Regions from separate parts of the Danio rerio genome. Here region 2 is linked to region 1. Evidence: chromatin contacts called from public Hi-C data. All regions are on one chromosome and are shown on one strand. Each heading gives the region's core, a stretch centred on a gene start, on an enhancer-like site or on the middle of the called end of the contact. The rest is flanking DNA. Distances are from core to core; before and after follow the strand shown. Region 1 overlaps si:dkey-215k6.1. Region 2 holds the start of si:dkey-215k6.1.

Region 1 (6,509 bases), core at 2,323-4,822:
GAAGCAACAAGAAAAAAATTTGGTTAATGATTTATGGTGATTGTTAAAAAGTTGTGTGAACTTCTGAATTGGGTCTGAGACTTTAGTTTAGCAACAAATTGACACGTCTTGTTCTTGCACAGAGACATTTTCATTTGCTGAAGCAGATTTATGTTGCCTAGCCACCTCACATTGGTGAGCAGGTGATGTAAATAGGTTACTGTGGCAAAAGAACATGACCTTTAATGCCCAGAGACAGAGATTCATTAGACGTAAACATGCAGCTCTGCTCTATTCTTTGCATAATTAATTACACCACTCTGTTCATTAACTAAAGAAGTAATAGAACAAGAGCTTTTTATAAGATTCTATTGGTTATTATTGGTTTTTAAGGTATTGAGCTTTAAAGCTGTTGGATTCTGTATAAGCTAAAATTATATCTTTCAGAATTGATCATAATAAAGACCTAAATGTATTTTAAATGAACAATAAAGTAATCCTATTTTTAATGCAGGTTTTATGTAGGTTTTTTATGTAGGAACAGGTCAAATGCAAAAAGTGTCTTTACTCCCACAAACAATTGATCCTATATTTGCTGAGACACCTGGGACTGAGAGTCAGCTCCAAAGGTTCAGTGTGAAAAGACTAAAACATGACCATTTCCATTACTATACCACTACACAACTCAGAGAAGCCTTAATGAATAGATAAGAGCATTTTTAGTGCCTGAACAAAACTTTAAAAAAACAGATTTCTAGGGTGATTCTTTCTGTAGAATATATAATTGCAACAGGAGGTGACGCCTGCATAGGTGTGGACATCAGTAAATTATTTTCTCAGCACATCATTAATTTTGATTTATACATCGGAAACATTAGTCTAAAATATAACAGTATAGCACATGCTAACTGTTACATAATGCCGAACTCGTTTGTTTACAAGCAAATCGTGTTTGTTTGCCAGTAATTTAGAGGACTGATTTGTAATATCAATCCTATTATTGTTAATTACACTTTTTCGTGGTAAAAATAGCATTTAACATAGCCTCCTAATTAGAGATGGTAACTGAGAACCACTTTTTTGTATCAATATTGTAAAAATATTGATAATCTCAATTGAAATCATCACACGGTCAACATTTGTTCAACGTTCGTGATGCACATAACCTTGTGCATGTGTGGGTTGTTTTTATGTGCAGACAGTCGGTCATGGTGGCTACTGCTAGTTCAAAAATGTGGGCTGAGAAGACAAAGCTAAAATACACCAGTGTAAATGCAGACATCCCACCTCCTTTATGCGGGAGACTCCCACATATTCATAGTGGCTCCTTGAAATTAGATACAATATCTCAGAAATTTGAGGCAAGAGAGAGAATCAGCAACTTGAGTGAGAGAATATTTTTTTATCACATATAAGCCTTAATGGTGCTGCCTGTAAGTTTTTGAGTCATTTAAAGTAAAAAAAAATGCAAAGATTTGCAGATAAATACGAAGCATGCTAAGTGAGCATATTTATCTGAAAAACAAAGCTAAAGTCAGATATTCTCCTTTGAAAATGTGTGTTCTGTGTCAGAATGTTTGTCTTTGTTCTGGACTGTGTAACTCCTCCCACTGACAGTTTACCCAGTAATATTTTGAATGTATGTAATGCGACCTCCAGAGCAGCCTCCAAACTGAGACCGATTCAGATCCAAATCAGGTTGTTATCCATATTTGAGGTGGTTTTTAACATTTGCAACACAAATATTACAAAAGTAAACATTAGCTGACCAGCTTGCATTAAAAAGCTGCAGTCAGTGGACCAGAATCCCAAGCTCATGCGACAAGTTTAGCATATCGCTACATCCCAAAGTTCAAGCTTGGTTAACTCTGACCTGCGAAATCGCATCCCGTGATTGCGCGAGACCAATCAAAACTTGTACAGAATTTTTAAATATGAAGCAATCGCTCATTATTATAAAACGCTTTATAAATATCTAAACATCTTCCTTTATTCTGCCCCTTTACGTAGAATACTCAAACACTTTGTATGAAGTGGTTAACGCCTGCATTAGCCAGAGTTTACTGTGCCAAATAATTGCCAAAGGTGGCACACTTATGTTTTAAAATAACTGGGCCACATTTTCACCCACACGTGTTAGCCACTTTAGGTTTAGATACAAATTACCCTTATATGACTATGCCACATTTTTAACCAACTGTGGCCCACATTTGTACTCCATCATTTTGGCCAAATTTACCGTTTTCCACATGGGCCACATTAGGCTCACATTCGGATTAAATTTTGCCATTAGTGCCAAATCTTTACCCTAAATGGCCCATATATGAATTTGAATCTTTAACCCCCCTTTGCCATTGCACAGAAGAAGACATGTAAACTCGGCACAGAAAGACAACTGGCCTGTTCAGGATTGACAGTGATGTTCTTGCTGTGAGGCACAAGTGCTAACCACTGGGCCACCATGCCCCCCTATAAAGGGAAAGGTAGAGAAGTAGGGGTGGAAGGTGGGATTCCTCAAGGCTAAGATAACTGAAGTAAAAAAAAAAAAAACTCTGGTTATTTAAAGTGAGTTAGGCATCATCTGATTGGTAAATCATGTGTTAGCTAAGGCGAGACAAGTCATGATCAATCATAAGCACGTGATCTTTAAGAAATTATTTTTTAAATAAACTTGACTTCAAACATTACATAAACTCAAAAGAAGCCTATTTATTCTGTTTTAAAAATCAGAGGACAGTAACATCTGGGTAGAACTGCCAACTTTCATAGAGTCACAACACAGCTGTAGCTCAACTCTTATATAACTTCTCAGCTATTGTGTAACAACTAAAAAAAAAAAAAAAACTTGTTTTTATCTTTTCAGGATTAAATGTGCCTTAGTTTGTACAAATGTATTCCAAAATAAAATCCTATCAGAGTTGTTAACTAAAATGTTACAGGTTCAAACTCCAAAAACAAGCGAATCCTTTGCTGTTTTGCCCTTGAAAAAGGCACCAGGATGCTCCAGGGGGTCTCTGCCAAATGAATAAATGTTAATGTAATATATCTCAGGCCAGTGATCACATGATATCTAATATGAAAGTCACATGGCATGTTCTGCCAGAGACTTTTTATCATTATAATTACAGCCACATAAAAGCTGCATTATTAAAGAGCAGGAATCGACCATCACTGAATCATTTAGAAAAAAAAAAAAAACGCACAACTATGGCGTAGCCTCCAACTGATATTTTGGTGCTCCACACTATAATGGAAAAGCAGTGTGGTAGTGTGCATAACAACGAGAAAGGTCATGTATTTGTGTGTGTGTGTGTGTAAGAGTGGACACACAGCACAGGAAGTACTCAGGTCTGCAGGCCAATCCAATTGGCATTTAATTAACTGGGGACTCAGATCAGGGAGTTTACCCTTCTAAATCAATCCCCTATCCCGAGACTAAACGCTCACACACGTACAAACACACATGGTGGATTACACAGGTGGATTAGCAGGGTTTGTCTGGCAACGTGTCGGTTGGAGATGAGTTTGCAGATCGTGGCGTAAAGGGCGATGCAACCTTTGCACCAAAACAAACAGCCGTGTCATTGCATGTGTGCGCGAGTGTGATAGAGAATAGTGCGTGTCGGCTTGGCAATGGACCACACATACACAGCAAACAGTGGAATGCAAGCAAACACACACTAAGCATCTGAGCTTGCTTGAATGAGTCAGTTGGTCGCTGCATCATATCTGTTGGTGCTATTTAAAATTAGCATCTAGCAGCTAATATGACCACATTTGCATTTCCATTTGTTCTGCTTCAATAGTCACTGCCTACAGAGGTGGCCTTTCTAGGGAACACAAATGCTCTCTAGACTGTTATAATATAAAGCAACCTACTTATTATGATGCCTTCTAAAGTGTAGATTTAAGACAGCATTGCATTTAATGCAATGGAATAAACAGTGCGAACATTTTTTTATTTTATTTATTGATACATAAATAGTTCAGTGTATATAAAAAAATCCTTCATTAAATTTTTTTATAATTTTTTATTATCATTTTTTACCTGTCTAAAATGTTTTGGTTTAAATAACATTAACTTTAAAAACAAACAGCTTATATACTGTATAGTTTTGTAATTTAATTAAAATTTAAAATTTAGATTTTCCATTTTTTTTTAGATTTCCATTTTCTAATTTTTCCATTTTTTATGTCATATTTGTACCCCAACATATACATTGGGATGTACTAATTTTTGGACTGCGATCTTTAGGGTTGTTTGTTTGTTTGTTTGTTTGTTTGTTTGTTTGTTTGTTTGTTTGTTTGTTTGTTTGTTTGTTTGTTTGTTTGTTTGTTTGCTCCAGATTTGGCTTCAGTGCTAACTAAATAAATCTATATGCACAAATTTAACATTGTAAAGTATCCTATCAAAAAATTAATAAAAAAAAATAGAATCGTGAAGGGTGTACACATATACTGAGCACTTTACAGTATGTATGTATGTATGTATGTATAAATGTATGTATGTATGTATGTATGTATGTATATATATATATATATATATATATATATATATATATATATATATATATATATATATATATATATATATATATATATATATATATCACAAAAAATGAATAGATGTCAGTTCTTTCTAAAACTTTTCAAAAAAGAAGCCAAGAAAGATCAATTTATAAACAAAGTATTCAGATCGATTCATTAATTTGCAGAGGAATAGAATGACCAGTGCAAAGTTAAACAAACAAACAAACAAACAAACTTCATTCCATTAAACTATTTAATTCACCTACATTAAAATAAGTCTTGTAATCGCAACACAGTGCTCAGCATAAATGAGTTTCCTCTTTTTGAAAATGAATATTTCTCAGTGATGTAAGTAGTATATTTTGGGGTATTTGAACAAAACAGATTCATTAAACAGATATTTATTTTTTCATTCATTTTCTTTTCGGCATAGTCCCTTTATTAATGCGGGGTCGCCACAGCGGAATGAACTTATCCAGAACGTTTTTACGCAGCGGATGCCCTTCCAGCCGCAACCTACCTCTGGGAAACATCCACACACACTCATACACTATGGACAATTTAGCCTACCCAATTCACCTGTACCGCATGTCTGGGCTGTGGTGGAAACCGGAGCACCCACGAGAAAACCCACGCGAACATGCAAACTCCACACAGAAACGCCAACTGGCCAAGCCGAGGCTCGAACCAGCGACCCAGCGATCTTCTTGCTGAGAGGCAACAGCACTACCTACTGCACCACTGCGTCGCCAGATATATTTATTAATATAATATTTTAGGTTTGGAGTAAAGAGCTAAATTGAAATAAATTTAAGAGTACGCTGAATACAATTTAAAAATTTGAATCATTTTTATTGGACCCCGAGTAGACTTTTTAGGCTTGGTTTGAAGGACTCTGCTGAATGCTGGAGATGTGAAAGCGAAGAAGGAGACTTGACGCATGCCCTGTGGTCCTGTTCTAAAACACAGGAATTCAGGGTTAAAGTGCATAATTGCATTCAGGATGTTTCTGGATGCTGCTTTTCGTTTTGTCCTAACATATATGTACTTAACATATATGTACTGGGAAACCCGTTCGAGTTGGGATCTGGTGTGAAGATGTCTGAGTGGATTCAAATAAGTATTATGATTGGAAGACAAATCATTATGAGGGGATGCCGTTCAGCAGGTCCACTATTACTTCAAGAATGGGTTATGAATGGCCATATGAAAAAATGACATATACAGTAGATTACTAGATAAATTGGATGTTTATCAGAGAATATTGGGAAATCATTTGGCATTTTTGGAGAATGAATAAGGTCACTGTAATGAGATGAACGGTAAAAGTGTAATTATATTATTTGATTTATTTATGTATTATTATTATGGTATTGGATTTATGTAATTTTTTATTTATTTTATTTTTTTACTATTATTATGTTCTGTATGTGTGTGTTTTTTTTATTTAGTTATTTATTGAGTTTATATGATTTATCTGTATTTACAGAATTTATGATAGCAACATCTATTTACAGCCACTGCTGCTGTTGGGGAGGGGAGGGAAAAGGGGGTGTTAAAAGGAGGTAAAAAAATTGTAAACTGATAGTACTGTTAAATTATTAAAGAAAAAAAATTAATCATAAAAAAATTTAATTTTAGTCACAGATTATCTTTAAAAATAGACAAATAATACATTTAAATTCAAGAAAATATTGCAAAAAATATATATATTATATATTTCTTTGTGCTGATCTTTCTATTCTTTATTTAACATTTTTTTCCTAACACATAAATTTGGGTGTTCTCATTTGATCTTCAGTTTTTTTTTTTAAGATTAGTACCAGATTTGGCTTCAGTGCTGACTTAACTAATGGATATGCACAAATATAATATTGTAAAGCATCCAATTAAAAAATTTAATTGAAAATAATTGTGAGGGGTGTACTCATATATGCGGAGCACTGGATACATCACACAAAAAAAAATCATGAAATGTCAGATTTTTTCCAAAGTTTATT
Region 2 (5,774 bases), core at 1,797-4,296, 180 kb after region 1:
GCAAATTTGTTGTAACTCACTGACAAATTCTGTTTCCTCCGTCATCAAACACCGACTCGGCCCCCACCGTCACACATGCACATCATTGTGGATTTCTGCCTCGCGCTTTCATTCCTCATATGCAGCGCAAATCATGTCCATACTACAATATGTCAGCAATTCTGTAGTCTGAAAAAGGCAACGTAAATAAATCAAACAACTGGCACTTTCGTGATCACACTGACAGCCACTAACTTGCAAAATATTCCTGTGGATATCGCACAGTTCAGCGGACACAATTCCATGCATTTACACCACATGCTGTCTGAACTTGCTACTGATGTACTCTTTGCATGCAGTCCATTACACACAGCATTGTGAGACCACAGAGACTCTAATATGCAGTTGAAGTCAGAATTATTAGCCCCCTTTTGACATTTTTTTTTTTCGAAATGTTTAACAGAGCAAGGAAATTTTTACAGTATGTCTGATAATATTTTTTCTTCTGGAGAAAGTCTTATTTGTTTTATTTCGGCTAGAATAAAAGCAGCTTTTGATTTTTTTTAGAATACATTTTAAGGTCAATATTAATAGCCCCTTTAAGCTATATATTTTGTTCGATAGTCTACAGCACAAACCACCATTATACAATAACTTGCCAAATTACCCTAACCTGCCTAGTTAACCTAATTACATTTACATTACATTTACATTTAGTCATTTAGCAGACGCTTTTATCCAAAGCGACTTACAAATGAGGACAAGGAAGCAACTTACACAACTATAAGAGCAACAATGAATAAGTGCTATAGGCAGGTTTCAGGTCTGTAAAGTCTAAGAAGGAAACTATTAGTACTTTTTTTTTTTTTTTGGGTACAGTTAGTGTGATATCCAGAGAGGCAATTGCAGATTAGGAAGTGAAGTGGAGACTAAATAGTGAACCTAAATAATTAACCTAGTTAAGCCTTTAAATGTTACTTTAAGCTGTAAAAAATGTCTTGAAAAATATCTAGTAAAATAGTATGTGCTGTTATCATGGCAAAGATAAAATAAATCAGTTTTTAGAAATGAGTTATTAAAACTATTATGTTTAAAAATGGGTTGAAAAAATTCTTCTCTCTGTTAAACAGAAATATGGGGGAAAATAAACAGGAGGCTAATAATTCTGACTTCAACTATATATATATATATATATATATATATATATATATATATATATATATATATATATATATATATATATATATATATATATATATATATATATATATATAAACCAGTAATGATGATGATGACAGTTTCAGTGCTTGATCAGCAAGTGCTGTCACAAGTCAACATCTCTGAAACCATCCAAGCCACAACACACAATCGGACACACTTGTCACTGCTAACGCAGGAAGATCTCCAACACACACACTTTCTAATTTTGCAATCCCCCACACTTTCTGTCTGTCTCTATCTCACCCCCACAGCCTAATTGTTTGTTTGTATGACATGTCCAGTTTCAGACTTGCTGGGATAGTAGAAGTAAAAATAGATGTGAAGGCCACTGTGGGTCCTCAGCTGGCGAGGATGAATAAAAACAGCACGCTGCCCGGACAAAAGTCTGCTCATTTCATCACTGTCTCTTGCTTCTGTGGAGAGTGAAAATAGAGTGGCTCACATAAAAATCAGTGTATTTATTCAATAGCCATTAAAATGTAACACTGAGGACCGCATAAATGATTTCAAGACAGCTTTGAAATGAAAAGCACATTGTTTACGGTTCCCAAACAGGCTCGTTTAAACAGCTATTATAAATTAATGAAAGGGCAAGTTCTCCTTTGAGAAGAAATTGTACCTACTTTCATTTGCGCAGTAAAATTGTTGTACTTTTGAGGAGATTCACATAACTCTTTCATGTTAAAATAAAAACAAACGTTCTCGCGTCACTGTCAAGAAGTGTTTCCACGCGATATTTCGTTGGAAAACACAGCGGAAGACACTTCAATCGCCCTGTTTCTACATCTCTGTCTTGCTAGCTAACTACATGCATGCATAATTGATGACAAGACTGCAAAACAACAAGGTGAGAAACCAACATTTCTATTATTTATACGCTCGGCACAACAAAACCACACCGCTGCTGCTGTCGCCGCGCGCCTCTCTGTCCCACAAACCAAACGCACAAACCGCTCACCACATGAGTGTCTATTCATCTATAAATATTTCAAGTGTAAATTAAGATTTAAAAATGGGTCAAGTGGAATAGGAAGCAGCCCGCGTCAACTTTTTATATGCATTCGCGTGTTCAAAAACACGAAAGCGCACTGATATAGTGCGCTTAAAAACAGCTGTTTCAACACATGAGAGATGCTTGTCATTTGCATCGTGCTCGTTTGATTTATTCTGACATCTCGCAACAAGTTCTGAACGTGCGTAAATGTTACTTTACCTCCATGGAGAGACGCGACGAGGAGCGCGTGCATTAACGCCATCCGTAAAGCGGTCATCTTTGGCTTTCTGGGTAGTAGTCTATTGTTCAAAAACGACATTATGAATAGTCTAGTTTGAGAAGTTCTTGAATAAATATCATAATCCTCTGAAAAGTCATGTGATAATGTAAATGGTTCGATAGCAGAATAGCCTTGTTGCGGTCCCCAAAAATCCGTGTCCTTTACCTCTCACCAAAATTCCGTCAGAAACGAGATTCAAAAGTGGCAATGCGTTGTTATTATTATTATAAGCCAACGAAAGTCGCTGTCATTGTTGCAGTGTTGTGATTATTCCTCCAGTACATAAAGTTTAAAAGGTCCGGAGCGGGTGCGTTATGAAGTCACGCGCCGCAGAAGTTGGTTGTGCTCTCCGCGCGAGCTCGTGGGTAGATGCGCGTCCTATGAATCCGTCTCTTGACGCACGGCAGCGCAAAACCACCCGCGGTCGCCGCTGACACTCTCTGAAATGTTCCCATCGCTCCTGTGACGCTGCTTTTGCGCCAACATGTCTGATTTTTATCTTCGCTTTGCCTGAAGGAACTTACTCGCGCAGTTCTCCTGAGACAGAAAGGCCAACAGTCAAGCTGGTACTCCAGCGCTGAGAGCGGGAAGCGCGTGAAGAAGAGGCGAAAAAGAGGGACATCTCCGCTAGCCAATGAGGTTTTGCGACAGAACAGGTGCACGAAAACTACAGCCAATTACAAGCAAGGAAACCCCCTCACACAAGGAGGCACATTTTTATTTTACAAAGCGCAAATTTTACGCAGTCTAATATTTATTAAAGAAAAGGCATAATGAGCATATATTGAAATATATATATATATATAATATTTATTGTATATTGTACAAAAATCTTTTCAATATATGAATATTCTGACAGAGGAAATTCATGTTAAAGTTGATTTATGGTTGTACTCGTTTTACATTCTCACAAGCTTAAAATAAATACATATTTTGTCTTAGAACGACCAAAAAAACAAACAAATCAAACTTCTAAAAATGGAGTTAAACTGAATTAGCTGGCTTGACCAACCTAACATGCAGAAAAATCTCTCAAAATCAGCTATTAAAACCAACAAACCAGCTTCGGTTTTTTTGTTTACTACACTTTTTTTCAGTGTATTTGTTCCCTGGCAATCAAACCTATGACCTTGGCATGTAAAAATGAAGTACTTCAGCATATATTGTATGAGAACAAGTTGCTTTAAGTGGGAACCTCAGCATGAATAATCGTGTGTCGCTGTGCTCAAAATGAGGAGCAATAGGGACCCCTAGTGAGGACAAACTGAATAACGTGTCTCTGTGTGTGGTCTGAGTGGCACAGACAGTGCAAGATTTGACATATTACCAGTTTTCGCTTTAAATCCTTATATTTGATGCCTTAAATTGTCAAGAAAAGAACGTAAATGAAAACATTAGTTGATATAATGTCTTAGTACAAATCAAAAGTGAGCTCCTTTAATTTTCACCTAGACAAACGCAATTATATACATTGTACTTTTACTTATTTTTGTTTAAAGCCAAGAGTGATTTTTTTTATCCTTAACTGTATTTCTGATTATTGCAAGAGCTTTATTTTTCAAACATGCTTTTTTTTTTAATTTGGCAGAATATTTCCAGCTATTGAGTGCATGAATGATGAATGCAGCAAGTGAATCCGATGCGATGCATTCTGTTTCTTCCCGAATCTAATCACCAGGCCCAGCTTTTGGGATCAATGTTTTTTGGCCCAGATTTTTGGATGCACTGCACTGTGCATTTAGAACAAACACCACTGGCTCTCTTGTATCTTTCTTTTTGCCATCTAACCCTTCACTGTCTCACAATATTTATACACCTAAAAAAATAAGTATATATACATGCCCTTAACCCTCAGAGAACCAAGCATTGATAATGATCATTTTTTCCCCACACTTCAACATATCTTTAGAAAGTCATTAGATTAAAAAAATATATACTGTAAGTTGCACAGTGGTAAATTTTTTTTTAAATAAATAATAATAATAATTATTATTATTTTAAAACATAAAACATTATTTAGAAGTTAAAACATTTCACCACTATTTTTTGGAGACATTGTGAGGAAATATCTTGAAATTACAACACAATTCTAGAAAAAATGTATCTAATATAACTTTATTATATTATATTATATTATATTATATTATATTATATTATATTATATTATATTATATTATATTATATTATATTATATTATATTATATTATATTATATTATAAGAATATAAAGTGTGTTTGTAAAAAAATAGTCATGATAAGAAGACATTTTGCAATTTTTCTATTTAAATGCTATCAAAAATATTCATATGCATTATATGAGCAATATCACACGAGTAGCATTGCGATAAGTCTGTATATCTGCACTGGTGGGAGGCATGCATTAGTGTAAAAAGTAAAAAAAAAACTAAATTGGCACACTTCAACTTTAACTCTCAAAATGTTTTTTAGTGTAACAGTGTTTCGACCTACATGGTCTTCATCAGGATAAACAAGAAAACAGGAGAACTCAAGAAATAGTCAAGCTCTACACATCACACCTAGAAACAATAATTACACCAATCAACCAACAAGCCAGTAAACATGGCATGCATTAGTGTCCCACCAATGACGATATACAGCCATATCGCACTACTACAAGTGTGATAATGCATTTATACAACAATTCAACAGCATAATCGTGTGTATAAAAAAGAAAATCAAGCACAGAGGGTCTAAAAATCTTTTTGTTTGAGGAACTACTTTATTCCGCTGTTTATTCACATCTGCAGCTGAATTCAGAACAGCAGAAACTGTTGCTCATTCATTAGTTACTTTAGAGCTAGAATTTGAATGATTCTCTAGCGTAATGTCTGAAATGATGGCAAACAGGTGATTTTGCTCACATTTTAAGATTATAAGGCTGAACGGCATGAAATATGGGATATCACAATAATTAACTCAGAAAAAGCCAAAGCAAAGCAAACACTATACCAGACTATGGTATAAATTCAGCACTAAAACATACAAAAGAGAAAGATCGACTTAGAAAGTCCCTTACCTATTTTATAATGATTTGATCAGCTGTAATTTAAAATCCCGCTGAGTTTTTCTCTTCTAAGGGCTTCTTATGTGGTCTCTGTCACCATCTTGTGGCTGAACGTCAACTGTCTTCACTCTGCTAGGTAGGACAGACTGATAGATGCCGACACACTGCCTCTCAGAAATTATAAATATTTAAAACAGGCAATTTCATTATAAATAAACTGTATAGTTTCAATATAAACAACTACATTCTTGCATAAAAACCTTCAAAAGTACATTA

What was found. Hi-C and Micro-C count contacts between places; a contact is called where the count stands out from the background.
Region 2: a contact with region 1 is called in a Hi-C map of an unstated tissue, with 4 times the contacts expected there. The contact joins the promoter of si:dkey-215k6.1 here to the enhancer-like site in region 1. A contact is called at or near these places in 1 of 18 Hi-C or Micro-C datasets (an unstated tissue) and 1 of 4 datasets of contacts at active chromatin or transcription factors (caudal fin).

What each region holds. Positions count from the first base shown.
Region 1 is chr5:19,318,014-19,324,522 of GRCz12tu, forward strand. The region is part of intron 2 of si:dkey-215k6.1; the gene reads right to left. Among named protein-coding and RNA genes, the nearest start is that of si:dkey-215k6.1, 180 kb to the right of the region's middle. Within about 2 kb of position 3,573, at least 6 of the 62 cell types and tissues checked have an H3K27ac peak or open chromatin away from gene starts, as enhancers often do.
Region 2 is chr5:19,496,567-19,502,340 of GRCz12tu, forward strand. si:dkey-215k6.1 reads right to left here and starts at 3,047. Exons shown (of 9, transcript XM_679464.10): 1 at 2,414-3,047. The coding sequence starts at 2,513.